Regions from separate parts of the Mus musculus genome. Here region 1 is linked to region 2. Evidence: chromatin contacts called from public Hi-C data. All regions are on one chromosome and are shown on one strand. The core of a region is the stretch at or near the end of the contact, and the rest is flanking DNA. Distances in the headings are between cores, read along the strand shown. Region 1 has its middle 47 kb from the start of Gm8075. Region 2 overlaps Prkch (protein kinase C, eta).

Region 1 (3,606 bases), core at 675-3,174, 67 kb before region 2:
TTATATTTTGTCAAATGTTATCTTCTGACTTGTGAAGTATGGTGGTATTTTAGAGTACTCTAGAGAAACAGAACCAGTAGGATGTATTTCAACAAATTGGCTCCTGCAGTCATGAAGACTGGCAAGCTCAAAATCAGCAGTTCTAGCTTGAAGGCACCTGTTACCAGAGTCTCCTTGTATTTGGGGGAGGTCAATGGATTTTTTGTTTGTTTGTTTTGTTGCTTTTGGTTTTATTCCACTTCAAGTCTTGTCTATGTCTGAACTGTCCTGAACATGCCAGTCTCATCTGTTCAAGTCTTTGTGTGAGTGGAGGAGACCCACCCACATCAAAGCCACAAATTGAAATGTTAATTCTTTCACAAATATCCTTCACAGAAACATCCAGAATGATATTTGACCCATGTCTGGACACTATGACTCAGCCAAGTTGATACATAGAATTAACCACTCAGAGTGTTGGGTGATTAGACGTAAAGTATTACGGTATTATTAACGTTTGCATGAATGTTAAAAAAAAAAGTCAGTATTGGGATGGTGAGATGGTTCAGGGGTCACCCAGCCTGAGCTCAACCCCTGAAACTCACATGGTAGAAGGAGAGAACAGAAACATTCAAATTGTCCTCGAAACTTCATAAGGTGTCATGGCATTTAGATGCCCATACACATACCCCAAATAAATATGCAAACATTAAAAATGTTAATTAAGAAGTCAGTTGCTATCAGTGAAGTGAGACATTTACTAAAACCTAAAGTTTCTAATTTCATGTGTGTATGAATTCATGGAGTAGGTATAATTCCCTTACATGCACATAGAACAATTCCATGTAGCTTTATCCTTTACTAGCCTACTTCTGAGGCCAGGTTCCATTCCTTTATGGCTGTGTGGATCTGAATAAGTTCCTTAAGGTCTGTTTTAAACTTTTTTCATTATTTTATTTTATGGGTGTTTTGCTGCAGGTATGTCTGTGCACCGTGTATGTGCCTGGTGCCTTTGGAGACCAGAAGACGACACTGGAACCTCTGGAACTGGAGTTACAGCTTGTAAACTGCCCTGTGGGTCCCGGGAATTGAACCTGTGTCTCCTGGAAGGACAGCTCGTGCTCTTAATCACTGAGCTGTCTCTGTAGCCTACCCTCTGCCTCCAAACTGTTTGTCTTTGGTTTTCTCAGCTACACTATGCTTTCTTTACTATGATAATTAAATAGGAAGTTGTATATAAAATCCTTATGATAGTACCTGCTGTCTAGTAGATGTTCAATATAGTCATTATTAAATTCATATCTTCAAAGAAGATTGAGTGGAAACTTTTATGTCAGTATATAATTATGAAGAGACAACTATAGTCTTCTCAAAACAAAAAATTTTGCAAGAGAATCTCACTATGGTAGCTCATCTGTCAGGGTACTCACAGAGATCCAATTGTCTCTGCTTCCAAGTGCAAATGCTTGAATTAAAGACATGTTTCAACATACCCAGATTCTTTACACACACACACACACACACACACACACACACACACACACACAGAGAGAAAGAGAGAGAGAGAGAGAGAGAGAGAGAAACATGTACACACATCTATCTCTCACACACCACGCAAATAAAATAAAAGTTAAAGTTGAGAAATGACGGTGATACAACTCATCCCTTCCAGACTTTCTTCTGACATACATCTGCAGGCGAGGTTCCTGGAAGTGACACAGGGTAAGGGGTGTGGCTTGGGGTGTGTGTGGGGAGATAAGAACAGCTCCCGATGTATCAGCCTCACAAATCTCCTGTGTGGGGACAGTTTCTGATTCAGAATCACTGCACAGATGTATTGGCAAAGAACCCGTCTCTCTCTCTCTCTCTCTCTCTCTCTCTCTCCTTTAACCAGAGTGATGACTCATGCTTAACCTTAATAAGAAAAGAGAGAGAGAGAGAGACAGGAAGTAGAAGCCCCAGGGCTGGAAGAGAGGCTCTAAACGCACTGCCTTTCACCTACTAGCAACTGCATCTGTACCGTAGAAATCAAAACCTCCCCTCAAACTGAGCCTACTGAATCAGAGGTGTATGAATCAGGGGCGGATGAACCAGGGGGTTGTTCTGTTGACATAAGAAAGGGCTTGGGAGATAAGTGATAGTTTGTTCCTTTCACAGACAGAGGTAGCCAGAGCCAGCCATGTGCACCCCACCCCCAGTTCACACTCTCAACCTTTGCTCAATGGTTTCATTCTCGGTAACGTTTCTTTCTGATAGGCAGCAACAAGTTGAAAACCATCAGTCCTTTGTGGTCAGAAGCTTCGTCTTTGTTAAGTTGATCTCACCTGATACCACTTGAGAGATGGTGGATCTAAAACGGTCTTCTGCGTGTGTTTGGGTATGCACACTTTTGTGGAGTACAGGTAGAGGGCAGAGGTCGACTTTGGGCAACCTCGTCTATTATTCTCCATGTTAGGCTTTGAGGCAGCATCTCTCACTGAACCTGGAGTTCTCTGTTTCAATTAGGTGGCCTGCCCAGTGAGTCCCTCTATGTCACCCTGAGCCCCATCTCAACCTTTTCAATGCTGGAGTTCCAGATATATATCACCACATTTAGCTTTTATGTGTGTACTGGGGGTATAAACTCAGGTCTTCATGCTCATACAGTGGGCTTTTTTACCTGTAGAGCCACCTCCTGAGGTCCTAGATCAGTCTTAAAACAGTTTAGGGATGTTTTCCACACTCTCTGGTGCTTTGCAGCAGCCTAGAAGACACCCCCACCCCTGCCATGTGCAATGCATGGCCCCTTTAGTTCTTTGGTTTGCTCTGTTGATTGCCAAAGTCCTGGGTACCACAAGGCATAGGCTTAGACTTTTCAAAATCTACTTTAATTAGAGTTTTTAAATGTTCCAAACTCCCTTCTAGCCCACCAACCGGAGAGTAGAGAGAAAGTCGTGGAGAAAGAAGGTTAATAGGAAAAGGGGTTGTGGACCTGTTTAGAAGTAGTTTTTTGGAGCAACTCCAACCTTTATTGTCAGGATACCAGCAGCCCAGTCCAATAGCAAACACCAAACATGAATCAGTAGCAGCAGCAGCTCGATCCAGCAGAAATCGCAAGGCTCCTCTGAATCTGCAGGGTCAGCAGAAATGGCAAGCATTGGCTGGAATACCGCGAGAAGCTCTTTGGTGAGTTTCTCTCTACGAAGTGGAGACCAGTGAAGACCAGCAAAGTGCTGCCCGACATGGCGATGCAAGAGCATCCTCTCAGAGTCTGTGGGGTTCTATTTATACTCTTTCTAAATGCCATGCACCCTCTCAAGCGCCTGTTCCAGCAAAACATCATACAAACTCTCACGTGTCTGCTTCCATAAAACATCCTCTCACAAGACCGCTTCCAGCAAAACATCATGTGAACACAACCGAGTTTCCACAGAAACCAGAAATTTCCACTTCAACAAGGTTCTGGTGGGCTTTGAGTCTTCGGAGTGCCTGGGAGTCTTTGCCAAGTGTTGCATCTGTAGGCAGGATTTTTCAGCAATATTTCAATTTCATTCCCCCCTCCGCCCTGTTCTTGAGTATAGAAACACAAAACCATGATCATAGGAACTCATGTAAGAGAATGTCAGTTGGATGTGAATATTTTACAAT
Region 2 (3,309 bases), core at 148-2,647:
TGGCCACCCAGACTTGCTTATTACCCTCTTGCCCATTAGCCTCCATTTCACTGAGGTGTGGTTTCCCAGCAGGCCTTGCTGAGGGGCACGCCCACTCAACATCTGGCCAGAGGTTGAATAAACTCATTCTCAGCCCACTTAGTGTTTGCACACATTTTGCACATGTGAGAAGAGGTTCTCGGGTTGTTTTACCACGGTGCTGCCAGGCTTAGAGCAAAAGTGTATAACCTGTTACTGGTCAGAAACAATACACCCCACTGGGCTAGAGCTGGTGGGATCCCTCTGGCTGCTGGACATCCAAAGTTTAATAGGCTGGCACAGACTAAGCTCACTCTGTTTGAAAGAACTGGGCAAATGAAATCTTTATAAGCATACTAAGGAGGTCTGTTTCTTTCTTTTCAACCATTGTGAGAGATCCCACTCCTCTTATCTGATTCAAGGACGCTTCTCCTCCGCCTTGTCTCAGACCTTGTCTCCTCCCAATAGTCTTGATCTATTTTTAGCCTGCCTTCTCTGGAACCCTTGATGCTTATAAGTACAGCTTGGCTCGATTACTGTGAGGTGGGCCACTCTCAAGCTTGGTGGCTTAGATTGCTACCGTTGTTATCCTCTGCATTTCTCCAAAGGGGCTCTGCCTGTCTGGCCTGAGTCCTCTATCACTGTAGCAGTGACAAGCTGTGCAGGTCAAGAAGCCAGGCTCAGTGAAGGAGCATCTAGCATCTTCTCTACTATCTTAAGGCCTGGGAGAGGCACAAATGGTGCCCCAAGAACAGGAGAAAACTGGCTAGGAAGAATGACATCAATTAGTTAAATTCTTCTAGGGATATTTAAAGCAGCTTACGTGTATTAGCTACTGGGAAATTTTAATTTAGTTTCAGGGAGGGTAGAGCTAGCACAAGTGAGAGGTGAAAACTTTGTGATAAATAGTCAACACATGGAGAGACATTGTCTCAGGGACAACCAGCCCATCTCTCTGTGCAGCAAGGGACAGCCAACCTTGACTCTGTCATTCCATAGGCGACACCAGCTTTTCCTTGGACTTTGGTCATCTGAAGAAAAAGGGAGAGAATCTTTTACAGCGGCACTCACGATTCTAGGTCGGAAAGGCGGCTCTAACTGGCGATGGTTCAACTGGGCCCAGTCGATTTCCTTAAAGAAAGGGTGTCTCAGGATCTCATGCTCTCCTCCCTGAGTCAGGCTGCCCAAGCGCATGGTGGGGTTCTTGGTCATGAACTATGACGGTGCAAGAAAGAGAGAGAGAGAAAGACCGTCATTCATTCATTCATTCATTCATTCATTCATTCATATGCAGCCGTCTCACAGGACAGCAGGCAGCAGCCCTGGCAAAGGACCTCCTGGGAGGTTTTTTGGCTGCGCTTGCTTCCCTAGCTGGATTTTCCATCCTGGGCAGTATGAATCATGCCTTAATGTCGAGACTGCCTGAGTGGATTTTTGGCCTTCCCCACTGCCATTTCAGGCATGGCCACTAAAAGAAGGCTGAAGGGTCCAATTTTCTTTTCTGTAAATACTCAGTATTTTTCTTTCCTCTCTAGAGAAAGGCAACTCCTTGTGAACCAGTGCGCCTTTCCCTGGCATGGCAGCTGTGGACAGCAGGTAGAGTCTGACTAGGGCTGCTTTTAGGAACAGCTGGGACATTGTTCTGTCGGCTGCACAGCTGGCCAGGGTTCCCCATTGCTCCTGAAACCACAGAGAAGAGTGAAAGCCATTGTTGTTGACATCTCTATAAAATGTCAGCAGGGGTGAAACACTCTAGAAACTTCTGTGCCCAGCTTTAGGAGAAATGAAAGTTGGTTGCTTGTCCTTCTGTGGCTAAGCTATGAGAGTTTGAGATGAACCTTTGCTGCTATCAAGATGCCCCTCTTGCAGCTTGGAATCTGTTTCTGGAGTGAGAACGTGTGACTTACAGAGGCCAGAGCTAAAACAAAATCCCAATACTCAAGTGCTGCTCATAAATATTCCAAATATTCCATCTTCATGTAGATTGGAAGACACTGCTTGTGCTCAGCTCCTAGGCATTTTGGGCTAACTTCCCATTTTATAAGCGGACTCCATGTTTTGATCATTTCCCAATGAAGGGCTCAGGATAATTCACTTTTTAGGGCCAGTATAATAATTTTAATTTCAAATGATTTTTCCATTAAAAAATAAAAGCTAAATGTGAATAAAGAGATGTGTTTGGGTTGGGCATGGTGGTATCACCTGTCTGTGATCCCTTTTGGAGGCTGAGGCAGGAGAATGGTGAATGCTAAGTCAGCCTGGGCTGTAATGTAAGGCCTTGTCTCAGAAAACAAAGCAATAAAACCAGGTAACAGCATCGTGGCTATGGTTTAGTGGGAGAGTGCTTACCTAGCACAGAGAGGAGCCCAATTCTATCCCAGAATCATGGGAAACCAACAAGGCAAAAGGTTACTGTGGTTATAAGTAAATCAAGTTACTTTAAGTTTCTTTGTGCTTCTTCCAAACTGAAACTCAGGGCCATGTGTGACAGAGATGAGTACCCTACCTCTGAGCCACACCTCCGGACTCAAAATCAAGTTATCCGTAAAGAGACTAATGACAACTTTTGACAGTCACCAAATATCCTTTCCATGTTTGACTTGTGAACATAAAACCAAAGTAATTCTGTGTTTATGGAAACTGTTTGGAGCTGAATTTACTGTGAACTTTTAATGATATTTTTTTTTTCCAAAGTCAATCTCGTTGCTGATGAAGACACAGAAGACAGTGACACCTGGGTCACGCCAGGAAGCCAGAGCTATGAAGGCCTCAGGGTTGGGTCATCCGAGAAGGGTCATGCTAAAGGAAAAGACAGCGACATGCCTCAGCAAACAGCAATCCCACAGTATCTACTTTACAAAACGTTTAAAAAATGTCAAAGGGGAACCAGTAAGAATGAAGACTCTGAAGAGATTTAATGGCTTCTCCTTTCTACAAGTGACAAACAAGTAGAGTCTCTAGCATGCTGGATTTGAGAGTAGGACTCAGAATAAAATAAGCATTCAAACAGACACAGGTCCAATCACAGCTGTTCATACTCCAGTTATTAATTGTAAGGTACAATCCCTGATGGATGGGGATCTGCAATTTTAAGAACATTAACAACTAATAATGAAATTGGAAAAACAAAAACAAAAACAAAAGAAAAGAAAACTTGAGGAAAAAAAAAAAGGACCATAGAAAGAGACCCAGATGGCTTGTGGGAAACTCCGAGATCTGCCAGGGATGGGAGCAGAGGATTTCTTGTGAATGTGTGATTGTAACTTGTTCCTGTAGGAAAGAGGGACAGCA

What was found. A called contact is a pair of places that touch in the nucleus more often than the background predicts.
Region 1: a contact with region 2 is called in a Hi-C map of the C2C12 cell line, with 1.8 times the contacts expected there. The contact joins two enhancer-like sites. A contact is called at or near these places in 1 of 15 datasets of contacts at CTCF or cohesin (CD8 T cells), 13 of 484 Hi-C or Micro-C datasets (3T3-L1-derived adipocytes, the C2C12 cell line, Th1 cells and 6 more) and 10 of 115 datasets of contacts at active chromatin or transcription factors (the 3134 cell line, CD8 T cells, Th2 cells and 6 more).

Annotation. Positions count from the first base shown.
Region 1 is chr12:73,840,724-73,844,329 of GRCm38.p6, reverse strand. No RefSeq gene overlaps it. Among named protein-coding and RNA genes, the nearest start is that of Gm8075, 47 kb to the right of the region's middle. Within about 2 kb of position 1,924, at least 95 of the 459 cell types and tissues checked have an H3K27ac peak or open chromatin away from gene starts, as enhancers often do. A contact at or near this core is called in the C2C12 cell line and muscle stem cells, where this site is marked.
Region 2 is chr12:73,773,314-73,776,622 of GRCm38.p6, reverse strand. Prkch (protein kinase C, eta) reads right to left here. Exons shown (of 14, transcript NM_008856.4): 13 at 1,090-1,233. Gm34189 (a long non-coding RNA gene) reads left to right here. Exons shown (of 3, transcript XR_003950198.1): 3 at 2,713-3,309. Among named protein-coding and RNA genes, the nearest start is that of Gm34189, 7.2 kb to the left of the region's middle. Within about 2 kb of position 1,397, at least 50 of the 459 cell types and tissues checked have an H3K27ac peak or open chromatin away from gene starts, as enhancers often do. A contact at or near this core is called in the C2C12 cell line and muscle stem cells, where this site is marked.